2 separate regions of the Bos taurus genome follow, and region 1 is linked to region 2. A link is a contact called in public Hi-C data. All regions are on one chromosome and are shown on one strand. Each heading gives the region's core, a stretch centred on a gene start, on an enhancer-like site or on the middle of the called end of the contact. The rest is flanking DNA. Distances are from core to core; before and after follow the strand shown.

The links. Hi-C and Micro-C count contacts between places; a contact is called where the count stands out from the background.
Region 1: a contact with region 2 is called in a Hi-C map of liver, with 2.7 times the contacts expected there. The contact joins two enhancer-like sites. A contact is called at or near these places in 2 of 11 Hi-C or Micro-C datasets (liver and skeletal muscle).

What each region holds. Positions count from the first base shown.
Region 1 is chr17:64,266,057-64,269,218 of ARS-UCD2.0, forward strand. The region is part of intron 3 of CORO1C (coronin 1C); the gene reads left to right. Among named protein-coding and RNA genes, the nearest start is that of SELPLG, 31 kb to the right of the region's middle. Within about 2 kb of position 1,260, at least 20 of the 102 cell types and tissues checked have an H3K27ac peak or open chromatin away from gene starts, as enhancers often do. A contact at or near this core is called in liver, where this site is marked.
Region 2 is chr17:64,155,802-64,158,572 of ARS-UCD2.0, forward strand. SSH1 (slingshot protein phosphatase 1) reads left to right here. Exons shown (of 15, transcript XM_024977791.2): 4 at 78-142; 5 at 616-737; 6 at 2,192-2,260. Among named protein-coding and RNA genes, the nearest start is that of TRNAG-CCC, 30 kb to the right of the region's middle. Within about 2 kb of position 1,465, at least 3 of the 102 cell types and tissues checked have an H3K27ac peak or open chromatin away from gene starts, as enhancers often do. A contact at or near this core is called in liver, where this site is marked.

The sequences.
Region 1 (3,162 bases), core at 10-2,509, 110 kb after region 2:
ATCACTGTTAACAGCGCAGTGAGGCAGGAGCGTGTCCCATTTTACCACTCAGGAAGCCCAGGCCCAAGAGAGGTGACATTTTGTCAAAGGTCACTCCGTTCGCAGTAGTTCACCTTTGGGGGTGCTTGGGGGCGCAGAATGTTTCCACGTGTTGACCTTTCCAGTTACCCTCAGAGGGTAGAGCTGCTGCTGTCCCTTGAATCAAACAAGGAAATCGAGGCTCCAGGAAGTGAAGCCCCTTCTTCATGCTGACGTGGCCACTTAGCGTCCCAGCTCTGGCGGAGACCTGGCCTCTGACATCCTGGCCCGCGGCCACACCAGGCTGCGTCCCGGGTCGTGCGCAGGGAAACTAAACATAGGCTGAATGAGACTCCTGCGACCTCTCCAGTCCAAACTGGAAGGCCGTTGTGGCTGCAGCAGGGAGCCCAGCAAAGGGCAGAGAGCCACGTGCCAGCGGGCCTGTGAGCCAGCTCAGCGGGCACCGAGCAGGGCTGTGTCCACTTCATGTGCAAGGACCTACAGGTGTGCCAGGCCTTTCCCGAGTCCACCTTCCTCCCTGCAGAGGCTGGAGGGCTGCTGTCTTCGCGTCTCCTCGCACAGGAGTTCCCGTCACTGTCCCCTCCTGCTGGGGCTCTCCTGCCAGTGTTATCTTTTTACTCTGCTGTCTCTCAGCCCCTCAGCCAGCCTCTTTGGAGCATCTACTCTTTAGAAAATTGCTCCCTACAGCTGTTTTCTTTTGAAACTAGATCCTTGATTTCCTTCCTTCCCTCTCCCCTTCCTTCTTTCCTGCTTCCGCCTATCACCTAACTCCTATTCATCCTTAGAGGTGTCTCCTCAGGGAATCTTCCTGGATGTACCAGACTCAGGTGGCAGGAAGGCAACCTCGTGACACTTAATTTTCACTCCACTTAGCTTACACCAGTGTCGCGTTGGTAATGTAGACTCTGGTTTCCTAGTGAAAAAGACAAGTAATAAGTACAGCTAACACTTACCCAGAGCCTGCCTTAGGCCAGGCATTGTTCTGAGTGCTTTAGATTGCTGTTGTCACATTGGTCTCCAGACAACCCCAGTGAGAGCAAATTCCTTATTATTCCCATTTTATAGGCGAGGAAGCTTGAGGTCCAGATAGGTTAGGTGAATGTCCCCAAGGTCATACAGCTGATATGTAGAATTAGGATATTCCACATCCCTGCACTGTACTGGGGGCACTGACTGTGTGTCAGGCACTGTTCCAGGACTTTCTTAATTCGTTTAGTCCTCACGGCACTAAATGAAGTCTGACGCTTCCCTGCGCTGAGCCCTTTGACCATCAACGTAAGAGGCCTGGGCTGGAGTGGAACCAAGATCTGCTTGGTTCCTGAGCCCATGCTCCAGCTGTCTGCTTGACTTTGCTGTCTTTTGCTTTCAGTCTCATAGACTGACCACTCTGCTTTGTTAAGACTGTAAACCCCTTGAGAGCAAGATCTAAGCTTAGTTGTCCTTCCCCTCCTTGCCTGGTAATGGGCCTGTGTTATGGTGGCTACTCAAGGAAAATGCTCTTGAGTGAGTGACCGAGATAGTAAGATGGGTTAGGTGTCTGCGTGAAATGCATAAGCCTTGTTGACGGAACCGTGAGGTCTGCCAAAAGTGAGATAAAGAAGGGACAAAGAATTTCCTCATTTTTAAAAGTATATAATAAATATTATGCTCCATCACTAAAATCTCCTTGCCATCCAAAGAAAAGATGAAGAAGCTTGAGAAAGAAGAGATGAAGTCCTGTTATGAGCTCTCATGTTTAAGACAGGAAATGCTGATTATATCCAAAGCCACCCATCACTCCACGCCTCATTAGGGATTTTGAAAATGCACTATTTAATCGGGGTCAGTCAGGCACTGAAGGTTTTACGATCCTTGTGGGAAAACCCGGCAGCCCGCGGTCACAGTGCCACCTGGAGACAGCATATGGAATTACATGCTTTCTGTCCCAAGCCTGGTCAGAATTCATTTTGCAAAATGCATTTCCTGTTGAGTCATTGAAGTCCCACTTCCTAATTGTTTCTGTGCTGACTTCGTGCTTTGATTAAATCAGTGCTTGTTTTCTGTTCAAAATTTCTGTCCTGCTTTACATTCAAATAGCCAAGTTCAATGTGGAGCTGTTTTACTGATCATAAACCGTTGAATAAAAACAGGGGAAAGCAAACAGATAACACTGGAGGGTAGCAGACACCCACACTCCAGGAGAGGGGCCGCAGGCCAGAGTCTGTTCTGTCCGGAGGAGAGAAGCCTGGTCTGGGTGAGGGGTGAGAAGGAGCAAAGTCGACCCCCCTTGCCTTCCCATGCTGGTTCACATCTGCCTCAAAACCCGCTGACTGATGGAGCATTCAGGGGAAATTAGGTGGTTTCTTAAGCCATCAGAAGGCGGGTTTATGGATAATCCCATAATTCACGACTTGCCTACGGTCCTCAGACTGGCACCCTTTTTGTCCTGATTCTTTGCAGGACAACAGCCGAGCTGAACCTTAACCACTCCTAATCCAGACTCTGCCTCCGCTAAGCAATTGAAAACACACAGTTGTTTGTCTCCTCCTTAAAAACCCCCAACAAAGGAAAATTCTACTTCTCACTTGTTCCACTGTTGAGCATGATTTTTTCCACTGGCAAGTTCTAAATTTGTTATGAACTAGTCGCATAAACTCTTTTATGGTAGAAGATTTACTTAATACAGAAGAAAATAATTGTTTTAATCTTTAACCTTTTCAAAAGCTTAAATGTTACTTAATATCTGGTTTTAACAGCTTTATTGAGATTTAATTTACATGTAGCTCACCCATTTAAAGTGTACAATTCAGTGGTCTTTAGTATATTCACAGATATGTGCCACTTATCACCACAGACAATTTTAGAATGTTTCCACCACCTCAGAAAGAAACCCCATGTTCTGAGCTGTTGCACATGCACACATACACCCCCAGCACTAAGCAACCACTAATGTACTTTCTGCCTGGGGAGTTCCGTGGACAGAGGGGCCTGGTGGGCTGCTGTCCATGGGGTTGCACAGAGTCAGACACGACTGAAGCAATTTAGTAATATACTTTCTGCCTGTATAGATTTTCCTTTCTGGACATCTCATATGCATGAATCCTACAGTATGTGGGTTGTCATCACTGGCTTCTTTTATTTAGC
Region 2 (2,771 bases), core at 215-2,714:
TCAAAACCAGCCTCCTGGGTGTCTGCCTAGAACGTAGGTGGGTGACCTGTTTTAAGCTTTCTCCATTTGTCCAACAGGGGACCTGCCTCAACATCTTCAAGTCATGATCAACCTTCTGCGTTGTGAAGATAGAATCAAGCTGGTAAGAAGAGATGAGAGTGGCAAGTTTTCGTTTTTAATGGTGACATTTGGTAGCACTTACTGACGATCAGGGAGTTGGAAGGGAGGTTGGGGAATGAGGGGGTGGAGGGGGTTGGCTCTCTTACATTATAGCAAATTCTCCCAAGCTGTTCACTAAGGCCAAATCCCCATCTGCTCCTCTGTCCCCCAGAAGGTGCAGGAAAGGGTGGATAAGGTTTCTGGGTCAGTCTGTGCTGAGCTGAAATCGTCTTTCTCTGGGTTTTATTTGTTCACCCGTATTTAACGAAGTTTGAGGGTCTCCTCTGAGCCAGGCGCTGTCCCTCATGCTGGGGATATAAACCAGATGTAAGACTTTGATCTTAATTCCAAAACTCTCAGGGGAAAGATAAAAACAAAAGTCTCCGGTCTTGGGCTGGTGGAGGAAGGGGCGGCCGCCTGGAAAGGCAGGCAGCGAGAGCATGTCCGCCCGTCTAGGCCGTGCGCTTGGAGAGTGCCTGGGCGGAGCGGGTCCGGTACATGGTGGTGGTGGACAGCAGCGGGCGCCAGGACACGGAGGAGAGTATCCTGCTGGGAGTCGACTTTTCCAGTAAGGAGAGGTGAGTCTGCGCTGCACGGTGGCTCCCCTCTGCGGCACGGCCAGGAGTTGCTGCTGGAAAAAGGTTTCCAGGGTCTCACACCCATGGTGGGGACAGTAGATGACAAGGTGGTCAGGCCCTGGGGACCGTGGAGCCCCTCGTTTTAGCTCTCGTGTGTTGTGCTGAGCTTAGGGTCTATACTCTGCTTAGAGATTTAACCCTGGGTCCCAGGGGTGCCCTAGAAGAGGGCACTTTAACCAGGAGGGCTTCCTGGAGGAGGTGACAGCTATGGTGAATACCCCAGGGCAAGCAGGAGCAGGACCAGGTAAAGCAGGAAGGCGCCTTCCAGGCTGACCATCCCATATGAAAGTATGTGATCGATGGGCATTATATCAAGGGCCTGATTCAGTATTAATATCCCGTGGATTCCCAAGTACTTGTTGATGGGTCCTAGGTCAAAGGCTTGAAGAGAGGTTGGGAATTTCCCAGTAACTGGAGGCCAAGTTTCTAATAGTTATATCATAGATCTTATTATGTGTGTTAAATGGAGGTGAACGATTCTCCTTACATATCAGAGAAGTTAATGCGAGTGAGATCATTGCAGAACCTGAATTTGTTAAAACTGGATTAGAGTAGACTCTCTTTATTCCTCATTAACCTGCTCTTCATTAAGCAAGCCATGCATTTGCATTCTCCTGAGTATGAGGCAATAGGCTCAGCCCGGCACACAGGGCAGCAAGAGTATCCACAGTTCTCAGCCTCAAGGAGCCTGTAAGCTCAGCGGGGAGAGAGCCGTAACCAGAAGTCAGGGTGATGTACCCAGTGATGGAGAAGTGTGGCGTGGTCATGGGACCCCAGGAGAGGCACGGGCCTGGCAGGCAGCCTGCCAGAGGCCTTCAGAAGCAGGCGATGGCTAAGGATATGCTGTTAGGATATGCAAAAAAAAAAAAAACCCACAGATTAAGCTCAATTTTAAAACACCAACTGCACAGCAGCTATAGAAACAGAGGTCCAGAAGTGAACTCCAGTCCTGGTGTTGGCACTTTCTCCACCCCTGCCACCCCAGGACAGGAGACTGAGGGCAGCTGCCACAATTTGCCTGTGTCCCCTAGACTGTGTGGCCTCGTGCCAAGCGTGTGCCTGCCGTTGCCGGCTTCCCCCTGCTGCGCTGTGGGCGTGTGGTCCGCTGGTTGCTCCTGGCCCCTGAGAGCTGCAGCTGAGACCTAGCATTTGTGGAGTCGTGGTCCCCCGTGACTGTCTCTAAGCTGGGGTTTCTGGCCATCCGAGGCCCGCGTCTTCTCGAATTCAGTGGTGGGCTGTCCCTGCAGACAGATACACCCCTAGGCAGTGGGACCAGGGGCAGGTGGTGGTTCCCCCCCATGAGCTGGACCAGCTGGGTGGAGACACAGCGAGGGAAGGCCTCGTGCAGGAGGGTGGACCCTAACTCCAGACGTCTCCTCTTCCCTCCTGTGTAGTAAAAGCTGTACCATCGGGATGGTTCTCCGACTGTGGAGCGACACAAAAATCCACCTCGATGGAGATGGGTAAGGAGACCTCTTTAAAAAGCTTGTTTCACCGTAGACTTTGAAACACAAGTCAGTTTGGACATGTTGGGTAATCATTAACACAGTCTCCACGTGTGACATGTTTATCGCGTCAGGAGTAACATTGCCCTCCCGTGAGGCTCACAAGGCAGGGTCCATTTGGGACGTGATACAAGGGAGTTTGGGCTTTCCTGATGGCTTAGTGGTAAAGAATCCACCTGCCAGTACAGGGCACATGGGTTAGATCCCTGGGTCAGGAAGATCCCCTGGAGGAGGAAATGGCAACCCACCCCAGTATTCTTGCCTGGGAAATCCCATGGACAGAGGAACCTGGCAGGCTACAGTCCATTTGGTCGAAAAGAGTCAGGCACAACTGAGCACGCACACTCCTCTAATGAGAAGGGAGTCTGGGTCACGAGGTACCAACAGAAACAGTCTGCTTTTGGGGAGATCTTCTGCTGTATGAAGTTCAAGAATAGCATTAAACAGACGTTCCTCCATTTGCTTTGAG